Linked DNA regions of Hordeum vulgare: region 2 is linked to region 1. Evidence: chromatin contacts called from public Hi-C data. All regions are on one chromosome and are shown on one strand. The core of a region is the stretch at or near the end of the contact, and the rest is flanking DNA. Distances in the headings are between cores, read along the strand shown.

Region 1 (7,629 bases), core at 3,648-6,147:
GTGATTATTCAAGAAAATAGAGTAACCATTATTCTCTTTAAATGAATAATCGTATTGCAATAAACACGATCCAATCATGTTCATGCTTAACGCAAGCACCAAATAACAATTATTTAGGTTTAACACCAATCCCGATGGTAGAGGGAGCGTGCGACGTTTGATCATATCAACCTTGGAAACACTTCCAACACGTATCGTCACCTCGCCTTTAGCTAGTCTCCGTTTATGTCGTAGCTTTCATTTCGTGTTACTAATCACTTAGCAACCGAACCGGTATCCAATACCCTCATGCTACTAGGAGTACTAGTAAAGTACACATCAACATCATGTATATCAAATATACTTCTTTCGACTTTTGCCAGCCTTCTTATCTACCAAGTATCTAGAGTTGCTCCGCCTCAGTGACTGTTCCCCTCATTACAGAAGCACTTAGTCTCGGGTTTGGGTTTAATCTTGGGTCTCTTCATTAGTGCAGCAACTGTTTTGCCGTTTCACGAAGTATCCCTTCTAGCCCTTGCCTTTCTTGAAACTTAGTGGTTTTACAAACCATCAACTATTGATGCTCCTTCTTGATTTCTACTTTCGCAGTGTCAAACATCGGAATCGCTCAAGGATCATTGTATCTATCCTTGATATGTTATAGTTCATCACGAAGCTCTCACAGCTTGGTGGCAGTGACTTTGGAGAACCATCACTATCTCATCTGGAAGATTAACTCCCACTTGATTGAAGTGATTGTCGTACTCAAACAATCTGAGCACACGCTCAACTATTGAGCTTTTCTCCTTTACTTTGTGGACAAAGAATCTTGTCGGAGGTCTCGTACCTCTCAACAAGGGCACGAGCATGAAATCACAATTTCATCTCTTTAGAACATCACTTATGTTCCGTGACGTTTCAAAACGTCTTCGGCGCCTTGCTTCTAAGCCATTAAGTATTTTGCACTGAACTATCGTGTAGTCATCAGAAACGTGTATGTCGGATGTTCACAGCATCCACAGACGACGCTCGAGGTGCAGCACACCGAGTGGTGCATTAAGGACATAAGCCTTCTGTGCAACAACGAGGACAATCCTCTACAAAGTTTGTTACTATCAACTTTCAACTAAATTTTCTCTAGGAACATATAAAAACAGTAGAGCTATAGCGCAAGCTACATCGTAATTCGCAAAGACCATTAGACTATGTTCATGACAATTAATTCAATTAATCATATTACTTAAGAACTCCCACTCAAAAAGTACATCTCTCTAGTCATTTGAGTGGTACATGAGCCAAATCCACTATGTCAAGTCCGATCATCACGTGAGTCGAGAATAGTTCCGATGGTAAGCATCTCTATGCTAATCATATCAACTATACGATTCATGCTCGACCTTTCGGTCTCATGTGTTCCGAGGCCATGTCTGCACATGCTAGGCTCGTCAAGCTTAACCCGAGTGTTCCGCGTGTGCAACTGTTTTGCACCCGTTGTATGTGAAAGTTGAGTCTATCACACCCGATCATCACGTAGTGTCTCGAACGAAGAACTGTCGCAACGGTGCACAGTCGGGGAGAACACAATTTCGTCTTGAAATTTTAGTGAGAGATCACCTCATAATGCTACCGTCGTTCTAAGCAAGATAAGGTGTATAAAGGATTAACATCACATGCAATTCATAAGTGACATGATATGGCCATCATCACGTGCTCCTTGATCTCCATCACCAAAGCACCGGCACGATCTTCTTGTCACCGGCGTCACACCATGATCTCCATCAACGTGTCGCCATCGGGGTCGTCGTGCTACTCATGCTATTACTACTAAAGCTACGTCCTAGCAATATAGTAAACGCATCTGCAAGCACAAACGTTAGTTTAAAGACAACCCTATGGCTCCTGCCGGTTGCCGTACCATCGACGTGCAAGTGGATATTAACTATTACAACATGATCATCTCATACATCCAATATATCACATCACATCGTTGGCCATATCACATCACAAGCATACCCTGCAAAAACAAGTTAGACGTCCTCTAATTTTGTTGTTGCATGTTTTACGTGGTGACCATGGGTATCTAGTAGGATCGCATCTTACTTACGTAAACACCACAACGGAGATATATGAATTGCTATTTAACCTCATCCAAGGACCTCCTCGGTCAAATCCGATTCAACTAAAGTTGGAAAAAACTGACACTTGCCAGTCATCTTTGAGCAACGGGGTTACTCGTAGCGATGAAACCAGTCTCTCGTAAGCGTACGAGTAATGTCGGTCCAAGCCGCTTCAATCCAACAATACCGCGGAATCAAGAAAAGACTAAGGAGGGCAGCAAAACGCACATCACCGCCCACAAAAACTTTTGTGTTCTACTCGAGAAGACATCTACGCATGAACCTAGCTCATGATGCCACTGTTGGGGAACGTCGCATGGGAAACAAAAATTTTCCTACGCGCACGAAGACCTATCATGGTGATGTCCATCTACGAGAGGGGATGTGTGATCTACGTACCCTTGTAGACCGTACAGCAGAAGCGTTAGTGAACGCGGTTGATGTAGTGGAACGTCCTCACGTCCCTCGATCCGCCCCGCGAACCGTCCCACGATCTAGTGCCGAACGGACGGCACCTCCGCGTTCAGCACACGTACAGCTCGACGATGATCTCGGCCTTCTTGATCCAGCAAGAGAGACGGAGACGTAGAAGAGTTCTCCGGCAGCGTGACGGCGCTCTGGAGGTTGGTGGTGATCTTATCTCAGCAGGGCTCCGCCCGAGCTCCGCAGAAACGCGATCTAGAGGAAAAACCGTGGAGGTATGTGGTCGGGCTGCCGTGGAAAAGTCGTCTCAAATCAGCCCTAAAACCTCTGTATATATAGGTGGGAGAGGGGGGGCCTTGCCTTGGGGCTCAAGGAGCCTCAAGGGGGTTGGCCGAGCCAAGGGGGGAAGGTCTCCCCTTCCAAACCGAATCCAACTTGGTTTGGAAGGTGGAGTCCTTCTTCCCTTTCCCACCTCCTCCTTTTTTTTCTTTTCTCTTTGATTTTCTTCCTATGGCGCATAGGGCCTTCTTGGGCTGTCCCACCATCCCACTAAGGGCTGGTGCGCCACTCCCAAGGCCTATGGGCTTCCCCGGGGTGGGTCCCCCCCCCCCCCCCCCGGTGAACACCCGGAACCCATTCGTCATTCTCGGTACATTCCCGGTAATTCCGAAAACCTTCCGGTAATCAAATGAGGTCATCCTATATATCAATCTTCGTTTCCGGACCATTCCGGAAACCCTCGTGACGTCCATGATCTCATCCGGGAATCCGAACAACATTCGGTAACCAACCATATAACTCAAATACGCATAAAACAACGTCGAACCTTAAGTGTGCAGACCCTGCGGGTTCGAGAACTATGTAGACATGACCCAAGAGACTCCTCGGTCAATATCCAATAGCGGGACCCGGATGCCCATATTGGATCCTACATATTCTACGAAGATCTTATCGTTTGAACCTGAGTGCCAAGGATTCATATAATCCCGTATGTCATTCCCTTTGTCCTTCGGTATGTTACTTGCCCGAGATTCGATCGTCAGTATCCTCCATACCTATTTCAATCTTGTTTACCGGCAAGTCTCTTTACTCGTTCCGCAATACAAATCCCGCAACTTACACTAAGTCACATTGCTTGCAAGGCTTGTGTGTGATGTTGTATTACCGAGTGGGCCCCGAGATACCTCTCCGTCACACGGAGTGACAAATCCCAGTCTCGATCCATACTAACTCAACTAACACCTTCGGAGATACCTGTAGAGCATCTTTATAGTTACCCAGTTACGTTGCGACGTTTGATACACACAAAGCATTCCTCCGGTGTCAGTGAGTTATATGATCTCATGGTCATAGGAACAAATACTTGACACGCAGAAAATAGTAGCAACAAAATGACATGATCAACATGCTACGTCTATTAGTTTGGGTCTAGTCCATCACATGATTCTCCTAATGATGTGATCCCGTTATCAAGTAACAACACTTGCCTATGGCCAGAAAACCTTGGCCATCTTTGATCAACGAGCTAGTCAACTAGAGGCTTACTAGGGACAGTGTTTTGTCTATGTATCCACACAAGTATTGTGTTTCCAATCAATACAATTATAGCATGGATAATAAACGATTATCATGAACTAAGAAATATAATAATAACTAATTTATTATTGCCTCTAGGGCATATTTCCAACAGTACCTCCCACGCGAGGCGATGGCGGCGGCGGTGGAGGCAACGATGTGGTGGCGGTCCTAGTGCTCATGTCGCATCACTGCAACAATCTGCATGACCGGTCCTTCTAGATTTGGTCGTTGACGTGTTCCGAAACTGCTGTCGGAGATCTTGTCCATGAATATTTGGATTGGATAGAATCCGGTCGTGCGCGTCCATATCAGCATATGCGGTTCCATGAAGGTGCAACGCGAAGTTCTGTTTGTTCGTTGACACCATGACTGAAACTAAACTCACTTCTATCTAGAGCGTTGCAGCATTCGACGATGGGAACAGGTGAGAAGTTAAAGCGTTTCTCAGGGAGACCCCGAGCAAGTACATACGACCCCAAGGCATCCGGCAGGCTCCTGGAACTGGAACTTTCGGTGTCTGGGTAACAACGACCCGGCCGGTCGTCAGATTCGCACGCGTGGCCACTTTACTCACGGTCAGGACCGAGGCCATCCTCACGGAAAGAATCGCCATTTGTAAAAATTCCTCATTCCTTTCCTCTGCGTCAGCGATCGGACATATCATGTTTGCTCACCACCAGCCGGTGAGAAGGAAAGCGCTGGATTCGATCGAGCAGCAGCCAGCATGCAGCATGCTCGATCGGTCAGCACATCTACACGTCTTTTTTCCATGGGCTCAGCTGACGCGCCACTAGAATTCCCTTTCCGCTTTACACCTTAATTCTGCGAGAGGTCAGCAAACGCGTCGCCCTCACCGTCTCACCGACCCATCCCCGGCACCACCGCCTCCACAAATACACGCTCGCACTCGCTCGGGCACCAGCTGAACCAACCAACCGAACCAAGAACAACACAACCAGCGCTGCAAAATACGGTCGCAGGGCACTCCCTCTCTCTCTCTCCTCGCGTACGTTCACAGCTGAGTTTCAGCCTCAAAGCTAGTAAGCTACACCAAACACCAGCTTTTAACTTCTCGGGGGTTCTGTGATGGCATCGTCGGCCCGGCGCCTGGCTATCCCCGTGCTCGTGGCCATCGTCCTGATCGCCGGCACGAGCCTTGTCGGTGCAGCGCGGCCGGCACCGGCGGAGGGGAGGGGAGACGGCGCGGCGTACTTGGCGGTGTACCCGGCGGCGGTGGTGTGGGCGGAGACGGTGGAGATGCTCACGGCGAGGCTGCATGCCGGGCCCAGCCGAAGGGGCGCCGGCCACTAGCTACTCGCGGACAGGACAGCTTGGATCGGTCCACCAGGATGATTGGCGAATCCATTATTATTTTCTTCATTTCCGTCATACAAATTGCAGATAGAACGATTCTTTAATACTCTCTTCGTTTTAAAATAACTGTCTCAACTTTATACTGTACTAGTTTTAGTATAAAGTTGTACTATGTATCTTCTTTCCATTCCCTTTTCTCGCTGTAAGTTGGTACGATAGAGTGTGTGATGGTTTTGCTAAATCTCGTCGAATTCGTTGTCGCTAAGATTCGTGATGTATTTAAGTTGTTTGTCTAGTATAATTACATTTTACACTTTTAGGGGTGTCTAGTATATTTACTGTCCAAATACTTAGGGTCGCGATAACGCCCATACGTGTGAGCGTTAATGGGTCTTGCCATACGTCTCGTATGGTATGCAAGAAAACCAGCCCACACGTCTACGTGTGGGCCAACCAGATAATTCCCACACGTCTGGCCTTCTGTCTCGCGGTCCCGTCCAAACGCCTACGCGTTGGCAAAACATATAACGCACAAACGCTTGCACGTCTGGTCTCCTACCCCACGGTCCTCACACCCGGGTGACACTTAGCATTCACCCTCACCTCCGAACCTGTCCGGACCCTCTTCCATGTTTGTTTAATTGCAATTGTCATGGTTGCTGAACTGCAGTTGTCATGTCTGGACAACTACAGTTGTCATGGTTGTTTAGCTGCAGTCTGAATAAACTGCAGTTGCCATCTCAGGTCAAGTGCAATTGTCATTTATGAACAACTGCGGTTGTTGGCATGTATGGCCTAGTCTACTCCAGTTGTCATCTCAGGTCAAGTGCAGTTGTCATTTATGGACAACTGCAGGTGTTGCCATGTATGGTCTGGTCTACTGTGGTTGTCATGATTTGAAAACTTTAGGAGTTGCCAGCTACTAATACTAGGCAGTTGTCATGTAACACTTGAAAGACAAGGCAAAAATAATATGTTCGAGTTGCCATATGCTTCTAAGCACACTAGCAGTTACCAGAGAAACGCTGTAAAAAAGACATGACAAAAATAACATGTTCGGATAAGAGAGAGAAAGTTGCCATCTATTTACAAGCACTCTAGTCAGTTATCATGTACCACTACAAAAAAACATGACAACTGACAGTTTGGGGGTGTGGGAGAGGAAACGGGTGACTATCGTGCGGGCATGTGGACGTCAAACATGCGTGTGGGCGAACTGATAAACGCTCACACACGAGCTCATCTGCATGCATCAAACGGGCTTGTGGACGAACTGATAAACGCCGACACACCAGCCCCTCTACGTGCGTGAAACAAACATGTGGCCGACCGAATGAAATGGCCACAAACGAGCCGAGTACTATGTGGCATAGAAAATCTGGCAAAACTTGCCAAGATTCGTGCAATCACAAATGGACGGCACGTGTGGGCGTTATCTTTTCAGAAACTTAAAAGTGTAGCTGCAGTATTTCACCTCTCCGAGCGCACGCGTCGCAGCCGTCCGATCGCACGGACCCATCTCCGATTCCACGCGCATGCACTTATTTGGGCTTTAAATTTTTCGAGAATTCGTAACTTTTGACTCTAACATCGAATTTCAAATCCGTTTTCACCATTTTGTTTGTCGCGATGAGTACTTCAAAACTAGATTCCATATAAATAGGTTTCGACAAACTTTTTTTACCAACTTTGGGATTTTTAAAGTTTTCCATCTAAATGGTGGGTTCAGTAATTGTAACTAATTCATGACTCGATGAACTAGGCATCTCCTGATTAGATGAGATAGCCATATCTTTCATGGGAAAGATATCTTCGAAGAAAGTCGCATCATTCGATTCCATGATTGTACCGACATGCATGTCAGATACCTCAGATTTTACAACCAAGAATCTATATCCAATGCTATGAAAAGCATATCCCAGAAAAACACAATCCACAGTTTTTTGTCCTAGTTTGCGCTTCTTTGGAATTGGCACATTGACTTTCGCCAAATAACCCCAAGTTCATAGATAAGAGAGTCTTAATCTTTTCTTCTCCCATTCCTCGAATGGAGTTATCTCTTTGTTCTTTGTGGGAACCCGGTTTAGGACATGACATGCAGTCAATATCGCCTCCCATTTGATTCACTATTATTGCAAACATGATTAACAACTTTATTGCAAACATCTGCCAAGGATAAACGAAACATGCCTCCTGACTCATAGCCTTTACCAACGAA
Region 2 (7,629 bases), core at 2,820-5,319, 150 kb before region 1:
AATGGCAAGTGCTTCAACCTCTCCCATTGCTTTAGGGTCATCAAAGACGAGGAGAAGTTCAAGGCGTAATATGCCACCCTCAAGTCGCGTGGGGGGAAGCAAGCTGTGGAGGAGGTTGGGGACAGCGAGAACGCACGGTCGCGGGAGAAGACCAACTCCAAGAAGGAGGACAAGCGGGATGCGGCGTCCAACGCCTTGATCGCAAGGGTGGAGGGCATGATGAGCAAGAAGGACTCAAGGGAGGAGGAACGCCGACATTACAAACAAGAGCAAATGAACGCCTTCATGGAGATCCAAAGGAGGAGGCTTGAGATGGAAGCGGAGAAGCAAGCCAAGATGCTTGAGATGGAGGCGGAGAAACATGCCAAGATGCTAGAGATCGAGGCCGCCAACACCAAGACCAAGGCGAAAGAAGTGGCTCTCGCGGGCATGATGACCGGGGTGGAGATCATGAAGGTAAATCTCAACACCGTGTCGCCAAGGAAGAGGTCGTGGTTCGAGAAGATGCAAGCCAACATGGTCAAGTTCGACGAGGAGTGATCTATGGTCGCGAACCTTTTTTTTATATCAGCAGGTGTGCTGGCATGACCACGGGGCCGCGATGGCGTGGTCGAACTCAAGTCCCATCCCTTTTTTGTGTGCTGGCATGTGTGCCGGCCGCTAGCGAGTGTGTCAACATGAACTGTGTGGTGATTGTATGCCGGCATGATCTATGGCCACGGACCTTTAAAAAAAATTATGTGCAGGCATGAAATGGGTTGGTGTTGGGTACAATATCGACTCAAATCTAAAACAGAACGAACACCGGACGGGCTACCGACCCAAACGGACAAAAGCGTCGTTTGATTGGGTCGGCATGTTGGAGTTGCTCTTACTACGTGGGTACTAAATGAAGTACTCGTACCAGCTAACCCCGTTCACCACCCCCTCAACTTTTCTACTTCTAACTAGAGGCATCACAACACCCAGTGAAATCACATCAACAATCCATAATAATATGGTTCATATATGGGATAAAATTCGCGGAAATCAGCAATGGTGCACGGGCACCATGATGCCCTTTTTCAAAAATCATATTTTCACAATGTAAAAAAATAAAACTTTTTGGAGAGGCACATAAAATGCTCTTTTTCAAAAATCATATTTTCACAACGTAAAAAAAATAAAACTTTTTGAAGAGACACGCAAACATGTATAGTATGTATTTGCAAATATTCAAATCATTTTACTTTCACATGTGGCATACAAAAAATAACAAATATATATTTTTAAATGGGCTTCTGTTTTTTGTTATTGGGCCAAAATTTTGTTATTTTTGTACAGCTCACAAATTACATTTTTTTCAAAACGAAATTTCATTGATTCGTAATGAATACATAGAAGTTTTCAAAGAATTATTTTTGAATTTTTTTTTGAAACTTTTAAATATGTTTTTTGATTTTTTTCAACAAAAGGGCACCAAGGTGCCCGAGCACCAAAACTTCACACTCATAAAATTCGTCGCTTTTTTACGTAGTACTACATGTACTCCTAAGGGAAGTGCTGATAAACAACATTTTCATCACACTACACTACAGCCACTGCCTTGCCCCACACCACGGCACTCAGCCATCTCTGGAAGGAGGATTCAGTGGCCGGCTTCTTAACGGTGGCACTTGCTCGACGTCAACATCCTTCTGGATCTCGGCTAACTCTAACTCCTCAGTCACGATCAAGGTCTCAGCAATGGCCACATTGGCATCGTCAACTCATAAGAGCTCTTTAGGGTCACCAAAAACCATGATCACTCTGGTGGGCCCAACATCTTGAGCTAGAGGTACATGTAAAATGACCCAGAATGATGGTAAAAGCAACAAACTAATTAACAAGAGTTTTTGAGCTAAAACGACTAGCAATGACCGCATTGATAAAATAAGGCACACCAAAGACTGGATAAAGGGCAGATAAGGTACTAAACTAAACCATTCTACCATTAGCATTAGGTCACCTTTGAGACAACAGTACTTAGAGCCCACCATAAGTACGACATTCCAGGTACAGTGGGACTAGAAACAGCCCTAGACTACTGGTACTATAGCATACTTAAGCAGCGAATGAGCAAAACTTTGCCCAGCAATATCTCCTTAACCGCTTTTTCCATTAGGTGTTCTCCTTGACGGCCTCGTCTATGGCTTTGATGTTGTCCCTCAGTATCTCCCACTGCACATGTACAGAACAAGCTGTTATAAGAAGGAAGTGATGACTTGCTGCCGCAAACCCAAGTAAAAGATCAGTTGCTACTAGAGTACAACCTATACAGTAAGTCAATCACAGCCAACAAAGAGAATCATGGCATATATGTGGCAAGTGCGGTAACAGGCACGAACTTGACGTGCACGATGATTTAACATATTAAGATACTTGTGATCATGTTCCTGTAACAGACAGCATGAGAGATGGGTACTGAAACTACAATTATTCAGCTTTAAGGCAGGAGTATCTTCTGATGTGTTTGTGATATCTTCATGCTCAAAAAAGGATGTCAAAGCTTGCCAAGAAATTTTCGCGCGGGCTACTAGATATTCCAATGCATCATTCACGTTTGAAACAAATCATGATCTATCTTTTCAGGGCAACAGATTTGCTTTATGCGTATACGATACAAACAGATGTAGAAATGCATCTTACCTGATCCATTGAGAGCGATATACCTGAAAAAGAAGGCAAACGAAATAATAAGCCGAGAAGCTATATCATCATCTTGAACAATTATTACAGATAGTAAATTACTTTTAACTGAAAACATTACAGATAGTACATGAGCTGGAGGGAAATAAGCAAATTCTTTCCACCGTGTGTACGTCCAAAGGTATCATTTCTGGCAACTGGTATTTAATGATACTGAATAAGTAGAACTTGGAACCGTGTTCTGGGTTTAAAAACGATATCAGCTGCATAGGTACACATTCAGACTTTATTATACCCCACAAAATCTAAGAACGGGACTATAACTCATTTATATCTATCACTAGGGTAATGAAATATTTGTAACTGGAAGTACGAATCCCTACTTCATCATTTGACCAAATATTGCATTTCCAACTGATCCAAGAAGCGCAGAGACGAAAGCTAATCAAGGATTAACGTCAACATGTGAGACGCGGATTAAATGGGGTTAGATTCACCTTCAACAAGTTCTCTACCTACAGCCATGAATTTTGCAGAATACCATATTCATCACCTGGTTGAGTTTACAGCATAGCATGCTAAAGATTACATAACGATGCTCATTTTTGTATGTCTGTTTCAAGATATGGACACCCATCCATTATAGTGTTAGGCGGGCGGCGAAGCCGTATCAACGCTGAAGATGTTTCATTGGCGTAATCCAACTAATTGTTAAAGGGAAGAATCTGTTATTGTACTTCCTACTGGCTCATTCATAAACCATTCACTTAATAGAGTGCTTCACACGTGACGGAACCAATACCAAGTACAAACAACAAAAGAGCGATTACAGGCCACATGTTATGTGCTTCACCACTAGATACGTCAGGTGTCCCCAAGATTCAACGTATCTGTACCTTCCATGTAGGCGAAAGAAATGCAATGTGCTAACATTCAGATAACAACATATTTCAGATCCACATGGATTATGGCAGGGTAATAGTACAATCCGCAAGCGCACAGGCAAACATTCAGGTTTCGAACATACACTACGGAACAAGAAGGAAATGGCAGGATACCTTTGCGGGTCGGGAGGCTCTTGCCGTCCTTGACGTAGAACTCGCGCATGTCGACCATGACCTTGCCATTCCAGCTCCGCACAGCCACCCTCTTGTTCTTCGATATCTGAAGAGCAAGAGCGAAAAATCCACGGGTCTAGGGTCTTAGGGATCTGCCTTTTGAGAGGGCGCGGTGGGTTGGTCGGGTGTACGGAGCCGGCACCTGCGCGACGACGATGCCGTCGTCGGTTTCCTCGGAGGGGCCGTCCTTCCCGGCCGCCTGGCGCTTGGCCGGCGGCTGGCCGCCACCGCCGCCGCCGCCGAAGCGCTTGTTCCCCTTGAGCCCCATCTTCCCTGGATCTCTCCGCCAAGTCTAGTCTTCTAGAAACCTAAATCCTCAACTGCTCAGCCCGACTCCCCAGTCCCCAGCCGAGTTGGAAAACCGTTCGGGAGCATTCGATTGCTAGCGCTCGACTGGGCTGGCAGCCCATTAGGCTCATCTGTAGCCCATTATGTTCTTTTTCTTCCAAGAACAACAGGTTGTGTCCCACTATTCAGTTTTGTCATTAAAAATTATGACTGCTAGAAAATGTCATCGTTTCATGAGATGCTTCTTTATAAATGCACCTAGAAAACGCCATTATTCCATTAAGTGTTTGCTAAAAATGCTATTAAAATCGTTATTGTCAGGTCAAACCTGTTAGACCATGTTATATGACCAGAATATCCCTAGACCCATGTGTCAACTATCTCTATCTCACAATGATAAGTGTAAGCCTAATTTTTTCAGGAGTAAGCAAATGAATAATTTTAGAGGAAAATAAAAACAATGGTGTGGTTTGAGTGGGACCCACACTTTATCATAACGAGATAGAGATAGAGCTGGCATGTTAGGATTATCTTGGCCATATAACTTATTAAACGAAATTCGAGCTACATTAATGGTACTTTTGGACACGCGTCTAATAGAACGATGGCATTTTTGAGCAGTTGAAACTCGTGATGGCAAAACTGAATAGTGAGACGCAATAAGTAACAAATAATAATAACCCAAAAAGCAAAGAATGACTCTTTCTCAATACATAAACAATGACGAGAGAACAACTAGTTGACCCGTATGAATCGTGGAGACATGACGGCTGGGGCCAATTGATCATTTACCCCACCTTTGCTTTGTCAATGTCAAAATGCCCCGACTTGTACTACAATTAATCATATGCCATGCCGCTAGACGAAATGCCACACATTAGAAATAAACATAATATATCTTATCAGATGCCAGAAATAAGAAGGTCGACAAGAACAAAATACCCCTGAATAAAAAACAAAACGATTGTATCAGATGCAATCTCCTATGAATCCCCCCCAAATTACAATCGTGTCCAATAAACTGCATAAGAATCTGATATTTTAACAGAAATGAAGAATAATCATAGTGGTGTTCTATTCAAATTTCATATTATTCTAGAAAACGACCCAAAGATAAAACCAAATTTTAAATTTTTGTCTAGATTTGTTTACATTTGGGGTAAAAAGTTAAACAGCCTAGGAAAATATATTTTTTAGATAAGAACAATAATAATCATAATAAGGTTTTTTAAAAAAATAGACAATTGTGAACAAGTACCAAAGAGAAAACGACATTTTTTTGCAGATTTGTTCAATTTTAACTGTGTGGAAAAAACTGAAAATGCAGAAAATCGAGTATAATGGGATGACATTATTGTTCATTTTTTTAACCAATTCAAAACAACTATAGCCAAGAAAATGTCATACATACGGTGCTATTACTGGAGGATCATTACAGCGACCCGACCAATAAAGAGATGCGTGTGCGTGTAGAGTGAAGTTGTGTGTTGCATGCGTACCTTTGGTGAATTCTGATTGAGGTTGGGGGTGTCCCTTGCCCATATCAACCAGAAACGGATGGTTATGTTTACTATGGGACATCTTGTCAAGTGACCTAGCAAAGATGTGACATGTACACAATTGCAATATATGGCTCGGTATTTTGCCCACACAGAGTAAACGTGGGTAATGATCAATTGTCGATGACTAGGGAAAATACGACGAGATCAAGAGGGTGATGCGCCCAAGGTCGAGACGGTTGTGAGCTTGGTGGAGGCTCGAGGAGGCATTTCCTAGTTCATATTCATGTTTGAACTTTTGTGGATTCTATCTATTTTGAAGTGAACCCTAGTTCATATGATTGATGTTGGTTGAACATGATTGATGTTTGATAAATATGATGAATGTTGGTTAAATATCATTGATGTTGGGTAAATATGATGGATGTTGGTAAATAACTCATATGCACAAATGTTAGTGAAATTGATAGATGTTGGTAAATGATTACCTTGGTTGAATATGAATGGATGTTAGTGAATAGGAAAGATGGTGGTAAATGAATGATGGATGTTGGTAAATGACTCATATGGTAGTTTGAAGTTTTCTTTAGTTAGTACATAATAGTACACTAGTGGATTAAATGCACATATAGAATGAAATGTTGGGAAATGATTTTTGTTCTCAAAAAATTAACTTGAATTGTCATTTGTTTTAGGAGGGCCTTTGATCCGAACATCATCTCTCGGTATGCTATGTCTGACCCTGTCTTCGACAAGGGTCATCGTGCAGGTTTTATCAAGAATGAAGTGGCAACAACTATGATCATATTGTTGCAAATATTTATTTGGCTTTACAAAAGTAAGTTACTAAATATTATCATTGAAACTTTGGCACATGCTGCCACCAGTGTGTACGAGAGCTCAGAGGAAAGGCCTACCATATGGCATACGACGTCCGCTTCGGCCCGAGAGCAGGGCCGCTACCATTTGCGCAACTACATACCGTTAGGATCTCTCGCAGTAGGATTGCACGACCTATCGTAAAATAAAAACCTGTTTCAAAAGTAGAACCGCCTTAGGGTTTTTTGGGAAGGAGGGGAGGGGTGTGGATCCTATTGCCGGGGTAGATGACGGTAGGTTATAACAATTTACCGTTCCTTGTTGATGACAATAGGCACTTTAGCCACGTCAGCAACACCCAATGACTGTCCGCCTCTGCCGTGCCCCCCTAACGCTGAGGGCCTCGACAATAGGTGGCTATATCCTACCGCCGTCCACCTTGACAGTAAAAAAAATGGTCATATCCTGATTTTTTGAAACCAGGGGCAGATCTCTTTCTAGGTTTCGAAAAGGGTAAAACACTAGATTTTTCCTCTTTGTACGTGGGTGGGACCTCTGTGACTCAATAGGGCACAAAAATAAATCAAATACCGACCAAATACTTTGTCAACGCAAATTCCCGTGGCGGTGGGATGGCACACACATAGCGACATGCGGTGCTTGGCCATAAGTAGCATTTTTCGGGCAAAAGCCTAGTTTCTGGATATAAATATTTTTCTGGATAAATTTGATCATATAAGTTTAAAGGACGTGGCTAGGCAGCGCCCGCGAGCTCGGTGAGACATTCATGCACTCCTCTCATAAAGGACAAGTACAATCCAATCACACCTCACATACTAAAATAGAAAAAGCACCTGATCCCCCGTGTCTGCTCGTGCCCTCCCGCCCCACAATTCCTCAGTAAGATCCTACGTGCATACATTTATTTAAGATTTTATAGAATTTTAAAATTCATAACTTTTGATTTGATTGTTGGAATTCAAAATAGTTTTCACGTTTGAGTTTCTCGCGATGAATGCTTTAAAACCAGATCCCATATGGATATGTTTCGACAAACTTTTTTCATGGGCAAATTTGGATGTAATGGAGACGACTTCAGTGCTGTAGTGAATCAACTCCTTCTTTTTGGTCTAGTAGGGCTACCTGTTAGGTTGGTTTGTGTACAAACGAGAAAATCACACGAAACATAAGTCGCCTTTGGTGCTACATGCAATCAACTTCGCTGGGCTTTTTTTACA

What was found. A called contact is a pair of places that touch in the nucleus more often than the background predicts.
Region 2: a contact with region 1 is called in a Hi-C map of leaf, with 1.9 times the contacts expected there. The contact joins the promoter of LOC123399918 here to the enhancer-like site in region 1.

Annotation. Positions count from the first base shown.
Region 1 is chr5H:492,114,534-492,122,162 of MorexV3_pseudomolecules_assembly, reverse strand. No RefSeq gene overlaps it. Among protein-coding and RNA genes, the nearest start is that of LOC123396373, 9.8 kb to the left of the region's middle. Within about 2 kb of position 4,897, at least 1 of the 3 cell types and tissues checked has open chromatin away from gene starts, as enhancers often do. A contact at or near this core is called in leaf, where this site is marked.
Region 2 is chr5H:492,265,035-492,272,663 of MorexV3_pseudomolecules_assembly, reverse strand. It overlaps LOC123399918 (RNA polymerase II transcriptional coactivator KIWI-like), which reads right to left and starts at 4,069. Exons shown (of 4, transcript XM_045094301.1): 1 at 3,928-4,069; 2 at 3,726-3,831; 3 at 2,668-2,690; 4 at 1,953-2,199. The coding sequence starts at 4,053. The coding sequence ends at 2,140. It also overlaps the pseudogene LOC123396996.